Regions from separate parts of the Mus musculus genome. Here region 2 is linked to region 1. Evidence: chromatin contacts called from public HiChIP or PLAC-seq data. All regions are on one chromosome and are shown on one strand. The core of a region is the stretch at or near the end of the contact, and the rest is flanking DNA. Distances in the headings are between cores, read along the strand shown.

Region 1 (5,475 bases), core at 296-2,795:
GCATAGGCCAACAAAGGCATATGCAAATATAAATGTGTCAGTTCAGTTATCTGAAGGTGTGCTCATCACAGGCTTCATGGCCACTCTGTGTGGCAAAAGGTAAGTCTATTGGTCAGTTCAGCAGCCTGTTCTTTCTCTAGTTATAAATGAGGAAAACAGACAACATAGTGTTTGTCTAATATTCAAGTTGCAGGTATAGTTCAGAGATTCAAAGCTAAAATACAACATTAAAGAACATAATAGGACAGGGAGGAGAGATGACTCAGTGGTTAAGAGCACTGGCTGCTCTTCCACAGGCCCTCCCTGGGCTCAATTCCCTGCACCCACGTGGTGGTTCACAACTGTTTATAACTCCAGTTCCAGGGTATCCAACACCCTTTTCTGACCTACAGCAGGAACCAGGCAACCATGTACATAAACATACATGCAGGTAAACATGTAATAGGTAACAAGAAGTGCCAAAGCCAAGGTGATTTTTGGGTGGTCTTGTCCAGACTTTCCATTTATTTACTTGATTATGCTTTTGACTGCCCTGTTCTAAATAATTACCCTTGCCTCAAGGATAGGACTTAAAACCAATTCTATTTGGTAAAATACTTGGGCACAAGTTTTAATTTATTAACTTTATTATTTTATTTAGTTTATGAGGTAGTGTTTTTTGTTTAGGTCTGTTCCTGCCTCCCTGGTATTAGGGAGTAATCTACCCCTAAAACCTCATTTGATACAGGAACTACCACCAGTCCTTCAGAAGCTGACATTCTTCCTGTTTTCTGTTAACTTTATGCAACCCAACAAATAACTTTTTTTTGTTGTTGTTTTTTTTTTCTTTTTTTCGAGACAGGGTTTCTCTGTGTAGCCCTGGCTGTCCTGGAACTCACGCTGTAGACCAGGCTGGCCTCGAACTCAGAAATCTGCCTGCCTCTGCCTCCCGAGTGCTGGGATTAAAGGCGTGCGCCACCACTGCCCGGCCCAACAAATAATTTTAACAACTCTTTTAGTGCCAATGAAATGAATTGCTTCATAGCGACACATAGCCTTGGCGCATACCCTCCTACTACAAAGGCTGCAGTCATCTACTCTGCTGCTCTTACAGGCTGAGTCCTCTGACTCATTCTACAATGAAAAATCATCTGTGGGGCAAGGGTGCTCTTGTATTTTAGAAGTGCCCATTTAAACCATTAGAGCCTGAAGGCTGGCTTATCTGGTCATTCTGCGCAGGACTTGCTGCCTCTTTTCCAAGAATTGAAATCATCTGCACCAGTGCTGGCTGAAACAAGCGGGCCCATCCATGCTACCAGGTGCAGTATCTCACACCAGCCTCAGGCGCAACAGAGAAGCGCAGGGAAGGTACGCGCCAAGCGCAGGCTTGCAGAGAGGGGCACCGGAAAGGACCTGTCCCTCGCAGGTCCCGGGTACCGGAAAAGGGCGGACTGTGGTGGTCTAGCGCACGAGAGGGGAGTGGGAGGGGACACCGGAAGGCGAAGCCTCCGAGGGGAGCTCGCGTGCTAGAGGGCGGGGCAGAGGACCGGAAATAGGCGGGATTTGGGCGTGGTCGCGCCGTGCGCGGCCTACATAAGTTGCGCGCGCCTTGAGGGGGACAGCTTGGGCGCGAGCAGCGGAGTTGGCTGGGTGCACTGTCGGCGGTGGCCGCAGGCTAAGCTGAGGCGGGAGGAAGGGACGCGGGGGGAGAAGGGAGTGCGGGGTGGAGTTCGCCCACTTTGCAGCGCGCAGGACTCCCGCGCGCTTTCGGAGGCAGCCGGGGAGGTGAAGCAGGACGGCGGCGGGGTGGGTGGGTCTGCGCGGCCGCGGCGGGGTGGAGAAGCGTGGTGCCCCAGCATTCTGGGGTCGGGCTTCTCAGCGGCTTTGCAGAGCGCTCTGCGTCTGGTGGGCTGCGTGGGCCCTTAGACTGTGACCCTGACTGGGGCTCCTCTACTCGGGCCCTTGGGGCACTTGAACGAGCAATGGTGTCCAGGGGCTGTCTAGCTCTGGTCTTGCTCCTTACGGGCAGGATTTCTGAATAGAGTTGAAGTGTCCGACTCCTTGGTTTCCCGGTTCCTTGGTGCGGGTAGCGGAAGGCTTGCCAGTATAGGAGTGAGTGATTGTGAGTTACTGTAAACACAACTGGAAGCCACCTCGGCGTACAGTTTGTGAGACTTGGCAGCAGTGTCCAGGGGGATGCACTTGGTTAGGTCCTGGACAGTCAAAGAGTGTTGTCATTTAGTACAAGAAACTTGGTTCACGTAGACTTTGAGATAGCTTGAAGTTGTGGCTGCAACCCTCACCCTCCGCCCCCGACCATAGAAATTATTCAGAATGAGATCAGAAGCCTTCCGCTTGCTTAGCAGTTCTCCATGTGGGGAATAGAACTTCTGGAAACATTCCTATAGTGTAAATTTTGCCTACGTATAGACTGTCTTTATTGGCTATTGCTTGTGTCAATTAACCTTAGTAGGGGAGTGGAAGTACGCTGTCTGAATCAACGTTATGTTTTGACTTCATTTCATTTTAAAGAAGCTCCTCGTTGTGCACCTTTAGTTTACATTGGTACTTAACTCCTCCTGCCCCCATCCTTTAGCCTCATCTGTTTCAGTGGTGCAACTCTCTCCATCCCTTTTCGGTTACCAGTCACCTTCAGGCCGGCCATTCAGAGGAGGGAAAAGTGGGAAGTATGAAGTCAGCCAAGTCCCAAGTGAACCAGGATCAGCAAGGGGAAAACCAGCGGGCTCTGAGCCCCCTGCAGTCTACTCTCAGTTCTGCTGCATCTCCTTCCCAGGCATATGAAACCTATATTGATAATGGACTTATATGCCTTAAACACAAAATTAGGAACATCGAGAAGAAGAAGGTAACCTTTCTACCCCTCCCATCCCTGAGTGTGCATTACCATAAGCCAGGTTAAGGATTCGACATTCTTTATATCAGAGAACATAGATCTTCTTGCAAGTTTAATCGACCTTGAGACTTAGTTGCCTGGGAACAATTAAGCATCCAGGCTAAATGTTTGCTCTGTTTGCCGACACAGCTGAATAACTATTCTTCACACATTGCTTTTGAAATATTTGAAGAGTTGGCTATTATAGGTCTGATGCATTTCTTGAGTTATATTATTGTAGCTTAGATAAGGAATAGCTTGATAGTTTAGTTCGTTTTCCTTGTGACTGTAGCAAGTGATACAGCAGTATGGCTGCTGCAGTCTCTGGAAGCATTTTACCATGAGCCAGAAAGTGTTTCAGCATTTATTATTTTTCCCCACTGCTAGATACCAGTTTAAGATTGGTGAAAGTATTGTAGACAGCTTTGTAAAGAGACTTGGATTCTTACTAGCCTAACATCACAGTTAGTTGTATGGTAAAGATTAGATAATTTCTTACTTCCTGAGTCATTTAGCCTGTGATCCAGTCATCCCAGTTCTTTGGGATGCATTGTTGGGTCGAGATTCTCATCTGCATTTGACAGATAAAGCTGAATAAGTATCTGGATCTATATTGTGCTGAAAACCTAGTAAAACCTTAGGAAGGTTGTTTTGTTTTTGTTTTTTGAGTCAGGGTTTCTCTCTAGACCAGGCTGGTCTCAAACTCATAGAGATCTGTCTATGCCTCCTGAGTGCTGGGAATAAAGAGGCAAGCCACCACCGCCTGGCAGGTAGGTTTTTTGTTTTTGATTTTATAGTGGAGAGGTATATGTACTTCCCTTGCTTTGGAAATTAGTGCTGAAGCCCTGGCTGGTAGTTGTTTCTGTTTATCTTTTTCCATACATCTTTGGCATTTGATTACTAAGTTGTTCCTGGGTCAGCACAAGTTCCTTAGCTCTGAGAACTAGTCAGTGCAAGGTCTATTAGTGGAAATTCATTGATGTTTTTCCTCAGAGCAGAAATATGTGTATTCCTGTATTATCCAGCCTAGTACCACCTCTTTAATTCTGAATGCCTGTATGCTAGACCAGTGCCTTTGTTTTCACCTTCTAGGAAAGCATTTTAAGACTGAAAACCAGTATAGGAAGAATCTGCAAAATGCTTGTGGTATAGTATAGTGGTTTATGTCATGAATTTGTGGCTAATAGATGAATTTTATTTTTATGAGTTTTATTTTTAAATTTATGTTTTTATTTTATGTGCATTGGTGTTTGCATATATGTCTGTGATGGTGTCAGATCCAGGAGTTTCAGACAATTGTGAGCTGCCATATGGGTGCTGGGAATTGAACCTGGGGTCCTCTGAAACAGCAGTCAGCACTCTTAACTGCTGAGTCTCCCTAGCCCATTTTATATATTTTCTTTTTTTTTTCTTTCTTTTTTTTTTTTTTTTTTTTTTGGCTTTTTGAGACAGGGTTTCTCTGTATAGCTCTGGCTGTCCTGGAACTCACTCTGTAGACCAGGCTGGCCTGGAACTCAGAAATCCGCCTGCCTCTGCCTCCCGAGTGCTGGGATTAAAGGCATGCGCCACCATGCCCGGCTTGTATATTTTCTTAACTAGAAAATTTTGTATGAAAGATAGCTTTACATTTTGGCACTACTGTTCTAAAGTTAACTGTTATGAATATGCCACACAGTTCAACAGGTAATAATAGTATATGCAAGCATGAGCTAATGTAGATAAGCTAGCCAGCTATGATGCCTCTGATGTTTTGTGCTAGATAGTTGTTCTCAACCTTCCTAATGCTGAGGCCCTTTAATAGAGTTCCTCAAGCCGGGCGTGGTGGTGCATGCCTTTAATCCCAGCACTCGGGAGGCAGAGGCAGGTGGATTTCTAAGTTCAAGGCCAGCCTGGTCTACAAAGTGAGTTCCAGGACAGCCAGGACTGCACAGAGAAACCCTGTCTCAAAAAACAAAACAAAACAAAAAAAAAATTTCCTCATGTTGTAGTGACCCTTCCATCCTAAAATTATTTTATTGCTACTTAATAACTAATTTTGCTACTGTTATGAATCATAATGTAAATATCTAAGATAAAGGATATCTGATAAGTGACCTCAAAGGGGTCAGGACTCACAGGTTGAGAACCACTGTGCTAGATCATTTCTGGCTGTCCTGAGTATTGTGGGATGTTTATCAACAACCTTGGTGTCTGCCTAAAAAATACTACAAGCACTGTCTACCTCCCCTAGACTCTGCAATTTGTGATAACTTCAACTATTTCTGGGAATAAATTACCTTGATTGAGTACCTCTAGTTTGGGGCATATGATTGACTTAAAACCCTACTTAAGAAGATTTAATATAAAAAGAGGAAAAATTCAGGCTGTTGAAATGACTTTATGGTCATTGGTAAAGCTGCTTCCTATACAAACCTGATGACCTGAGTTCAGTCCCAGGATTCTGCAGTGGAAGGAGATCATTAACTCCCAAAAGTCCTCTGACCTCCACACATACACATACACATACACATACACATACACATACACATACACATACACATACACATACACATTCACATACACATACACATACACATACACATACACATACACATACACATACA
Region 2 (4,978 bases), core at 1,760-4,259, 120 kb after region 1:
TGCTGATGTTTTGAAATAGCTTTTTGGTACTCTGAGTTGCTGTAGGTAGAGCTTATCTGCCAAGAAACCCTGAGGACTAGGCTAAGAGAGCATAGTATGGAGGGAGAGCGCTTCACCTTTCCCAGTGTGTAGAAATGTTAGGCTGTCAAGGAGCCATTTCTGCTCTAGCAGACCTCATACCAACATTCGGATACAGCTCTTTCACTAATCATAAGTGGTACTATAGCAAGGGCAAATGGTAATGGCAGACTCCTATAAGCCCTTTCCCCTCCTGAAGCCAAGTCTTGTTATAGCGCCCAGGCTTGAAATTGCTCTATAGTCCAGGTTCACCCTGAGTTTACAGTACCCCTGCCTCAGCCTCCTCAGTGCTGGGATTACAGGTTTTAGCCACCACACCTGACTCTCCCCACAGGCTTTGGTGATAACAGTTGGTCTGTTTGTAGAATTTGGTTTATACAGGCTTCAGTTGCTTTAATTCTTCTAGAGCGGTGATTCTCAACCTGTGGGCCATGGCTAAAAATCTCCAAAAATATTTACATTGTGATCCATAACAATAGCAAAATTAATTACAGTTATGAAGTAGCAATGAAAGGAATTCTGTGGTTGGGATCAGCACAGCATGAGGAAGTGTTTGCAGGGTTGCAGCATTAGGAAGTGTGGGAACCACTGCTCTGGAGTTGGTCCTTGGTGACGGCTTCTGCACGTTTTCCACGTTTTGCAGACACCATGACCGGAAGATGTGTATAATAGGACTGAGTGTGCTCTTGGAGCTGCAGAACCGACCTCCTGCCGTGGATGCTGTGGCTGCACAGATCCTCCCCTCCATTCTCTTCCTTTTCCTTGGCCTGAAGCAGGTCTGTGCTACACGACAAACGGTAAACCGTGAAAATCACTCAAAAGCAGAGAAAGTCGACATAGAGGAAAATGGTAAAGTCTTCTACTTATAATTTGTACTATAGTTGATTTTGCTTTTAAAAGCTAGTTTATTATTAACTTATTATGAAAATTAAATTATTTAATGTGTCTGAGTGTTTGCCACCATGTATGTATGTGTGCCACACATGTGCCTGGAGCCTCTATAGCCAGAAGAAGGTGTAGAATCTCCTAGAACTGGAGTTCAGATTGCTGTGAGCCACCATCTAATGCTAGGAACCAAACCTGGGTCCTCTGCAAGAGCAACCACTGCTCCTAACCACTGAGCTATCTCTCCAGCCCCAGATTTTGCTTTAAAAAAAAAAAAAAATATATATATATATATATATATATATATATATATATACATACACACATACACACACACACACACACACACTTGTCACACACTTGTTTGGGTGTGCATGTGTGTGGATGTCAGAACAGTTTGCAGGAGTTGGTTCTCTGCTTCTACCACGTGAGTCCTGGGGATTGAACTCAGCCCGGGAGCAAGTGCTTTCTTTCACGTCTGGAGCCATCTCACTGACACAGGTCTTGCTTTGTAGCTCAGACTAGCTTTAACTTATGATATCCCTGCTTTATACTTCTGTGTACTGGGACTGTGTGTATACACTATCATTTCTGGCTTGGATTTTGATTTCAGTATGTGTTTTCTTTGAATTTTGGAGTCATTAGACAGATTGCCATTCTTTGACCTTTGACACATTTAAACTGGGGCTTGAGTGACTTATAAATTTTATGAGGGATACATTTAAAAATCTCTGTGACTTCTAGATGGAGCCTAGAAAAAATGGTTTTCTCTTGATAAGTCTACATGTAAGAGAATCAGATGGTCTTGATTATGAGTTAGCAACTTAAGATTTACTTTCATGTTTGCCACTTAAGGTAGCTACCATTAACTGATGACTCCCTAGATTAAGTGTACAGTGTCAGTCCAAGAGTTTATAGAGATTGATGCCTTTCTTAGTGGTTCTTAGGCAGTTCATCTTCAAAAATTATAATCTCGAGATATTTAAGGTTTAAAGAAACTTAGAATAAAATGCATGAATGCAGGCAATTTAGCAATCAAGAATCACGGGGCTGGCAAGATGTTTCAGTGAGTAAAGGTGCTGCTGCCAAGCCTTATGGCCTGGGTTCAAGCTTCAGAACCTACATGGCCGAAGGGCAGAACTGACTCCTGCTATTTGTACTGTAACTTGCACACCAGTGCAGGCACACAGATATATAAACACAATAGAAACGGTCAGGGTAAGGTTGTTACCATTGGGGCCAGCTCAGTAGTAGAGCACTTACCTAGCATGTACAATGCCTGGAATTTGATCTCTAGTACTTCAAAAGTAGTTGTCAGTGTCAAGGATGTTTGATGGAGCCTGGTGTGTTGGTGCACACCTTTAATACCAGCACTCGAGAGGCAGAGGTAGGCACATCTGTGTGAATTCAAAGCCAGGCTGGTCTACACAGGGAGTTGTAGGATAGTCAGGGCTACACGGAGAGACCCTGTTGCAAACAAACAAAACAAAGAATATTACATGGTTATTTATCCAATAATAGGACTGAAAACAACTTTTGAGGGCACAGAAGTTTCATTATCCAGCTCCAAGTGAAATTGTTTTTTCTTATTAAAAACAGAAACTTTGAGCTGGGCTGGTGGTTGCACACATCTATAATCCCAGTACTCTGGAGGCAGAGGCAGGCAGGTCTCTTGAGTTTGAGGCCAGCCTGGTCTACAGAGTGAGTTCCTGGACAGCCAGGACTCCACAGAGAAACCCTGTCTCAAAAACAAAAAAACAAAACAAACCCTCAAACCTCCCCCCCCCCCCGGAAAAAAAAAAAAACAGAAGAAAAAAAAACCAGACCAGACACTTGTTAATTATGAAAAATCAGAATTTCTATAAAATGTACACCTATATTTTGCATGCTAAATTCTGTGATTTCCATGAGTTTAAATTTAAGATACTTTTCATCAATAAATAGGAATCATCCTATGTTGTTAATATATAAGGAATTTTAAACCATGCATCTCCCACCTTAGCATGAATACAACTTCTGACTTTTCTGCAAGCTTAAGTAGATCATGTGAAGTGACTTCCTCTTTCTTTCCTATCCTCCCATTTCCTCCTTTGAATAAACATATGCTAAAAGCTATAGATTTATTTTTCAGCATATTATCTTTCTTTATAATTTCTTGCTTTTTAAACTATTTATTGTCCCATAACTAGTATGGTTGAGAGGGAATGCTGCAGACATGTTGACTTTCTTACTGAAGTATAATGATGAACCAGCCTAGGTGTCTTTTCTATCTTTGTAATTATATCTGTGCCATCTGTTTGTTTCCAAACCATGGTTTCTGGCTTTATCCATAAAGCTACCTTGTCAATCTTTTCTTGTTTTTACTCTTGGGAAGGTCTTGGGTAGAACTGTGCTGTGTGAGTCACTTGATATTCGACAACAACTTAGAACAACAGAAACTTTATCATTGCTTTGAAGGTTGGGGAGTCCAAGATCAAGCTGCTGTCAGACTTGGTGTTCAGTTAGGCTGGTCCCAAACTCATGACCCTCCTGCCCTTTTATTCCCAGCTCTGGGATTACAGCCCAATGCTGCTAAGCCTGGCTCTTACTTATTGTTATTAGCATATGATTGTTAGGGCGGATGTTTCATTGAGGTATTTCTGTACAAGCATATGCCAGGATGTGACCAATGCCACCATTCCTGGGCATCCTCATCTCCTCCCCATTGTCTCCACACTCTGAATATTTCCTCTTTACTGTTCTTCCCACTCCTGGTACATCTACTAAGGGAAAAAGTGATACCTTTTCGTGAGGTGGCTTGTTTCACTGGCCATAATGGTCTCCAGTGTATCTGTTTCCTGCAAGTGATAGCCTTCATTCTTTATGGCTTTGTGTTCATACATCTCCTCTCTATTTCTTCTCTCCCTTTTCATTCTTTACTACCTCCTCCCTTCCTTTCTCTCTTTTTTTTTTCTTTTTAGGTATGGTCTTGTTACATAGCTCTGGTTGGCTTCAAACACACAGGAATGCTCCTGTCTCAGCCTCACTAGTACTGTGATTACAGGCATGTGTTTGTCTCTGAGTTATGTTATTATTTTTGCCATAGTTTCTTTATCACTCATTTGTTGAGGGACACCTAAGCTGATGTCATTGTTTGGCTATTGTGAATACTGATGCCTGCCATGAACGTGGGTATGTAGATATTTCTGTAGTAGGTGGCTTTGACTCTTTAGGTATTTATCCATAAATGATATATCTGAATCATATGGAATATTGACTGATTGGTTGGTTGGTTTCGGTGTTCTTCAAAAGTATATTTTAAAAATTTTAATTTGTGTGTGTGTGTCTGCTACCTTTATGAGGGCCCTAGGGATTGAACTCAGGTCATCAGGCATATTTGGCAAGTGCATTTACCAGCCTGATTTGGAATTTTGAGACAAGCTATGTAGCTATCGCTGTCCTAGAACTCACTATGTAGGTGAAGAGTTGCTTTGAACTTACAGTGATCCTCCTACCTCTGTCTCCTAAGTGTTGAGACTATAGCCCTGAGCCACCACACTTGGCTAAAAGTTTTATTTTTAATTTTTTTGAACAATTTTCTTTACTAACTTTCCAATGGCTGGCTTGGTTCACATTCCCAATAGTGAAGAAGAAGGCTTCTCTTTTTCTCTCATTATCACCAGCATTTTTTATTGTTTACTTTTTAATTTTTTTAAAAGATGTATTTATTTTTTTGTCTAAGAGTACATAGAGGTCAGAAGAGAACTCCCTAGAACTGGAGTTATGAATGGTTGTGAGCCCCCATATGTGTGCTGGGAATAGAACCTGGGTCCTTTGGCCGAGCAGTCAGTACTCTGAACCACTGAACCATCACTCCAGCCCCTATTGTTTGTTTTCTTAATGACTGCCATTCTGACAGGGCTGAAATGGAAACTAAACGTTGAGTTGCATTTCCCTGATGGCTACTGTTGTTTAATGTTTTCCCACATTTTTTGGTCATTTGTACTAATTCATTTTTGTAAAGTGTCAGTTCAGA

The links. HiChIP or PLAC-seq counts read pairs in DNA pulled down with a chosen protein or histone mark.
Region 2: a contact with region 1 is called in an H3K4me3 HiChIP or PLAC-seq map of bone marrow-derived macrophages, with 2.7 times the contacts expected there. The contact joins the enhancer-like site here to the promoter of Caprin2 in region 1. A contact is called at or near these places in 2 of 39 promoter capture datasets (liver and macrophages), 1 of 484 Hi-C or Micro-C datasets (nephron progenitors), 3 of 115 datasets of contacts at active chromatin or transcription factors (bone marrow-derived macrophages, embryonic stem cells and intestinal villus epithelium) and 3 of 9 other capture datasets (adipose tissue, liver and pancreatic islet).

Annotation. Positions count from the first base shown.
Region 1 is chr6:148,892,307-148,897,781 of GRCm38.p6, reverse strand. Caprin2 (caprin family member 2) reads left to right here and starts at 1,545. Exons shown (of 19, transcript NM_181541.4): 1 at 1,545-1,764; 2 at 2,626-2,845. The coding sequence starts at 2,669.
Region 2 is chr6:148,778,547-148,783,524 of GRCm38.p6, reverse strand. Ipo8 (importin 8) reads left to right here. Exons shown (of 25, transcript NM_001081113.1): 22 at 722-927. Among named protein-coding and RNA genes, the nearest start is that of Ipo8, 50 kb to the left of the region's middle. Within about 2 kb of position 3,009, at least 1 of the 459 cell types and tissues checked has an H3K27ac peak or open chromatin away from gene starts, as enhancers often do. A contact at or near this core is called in bone marrow-derived macrophages, where this site is marked.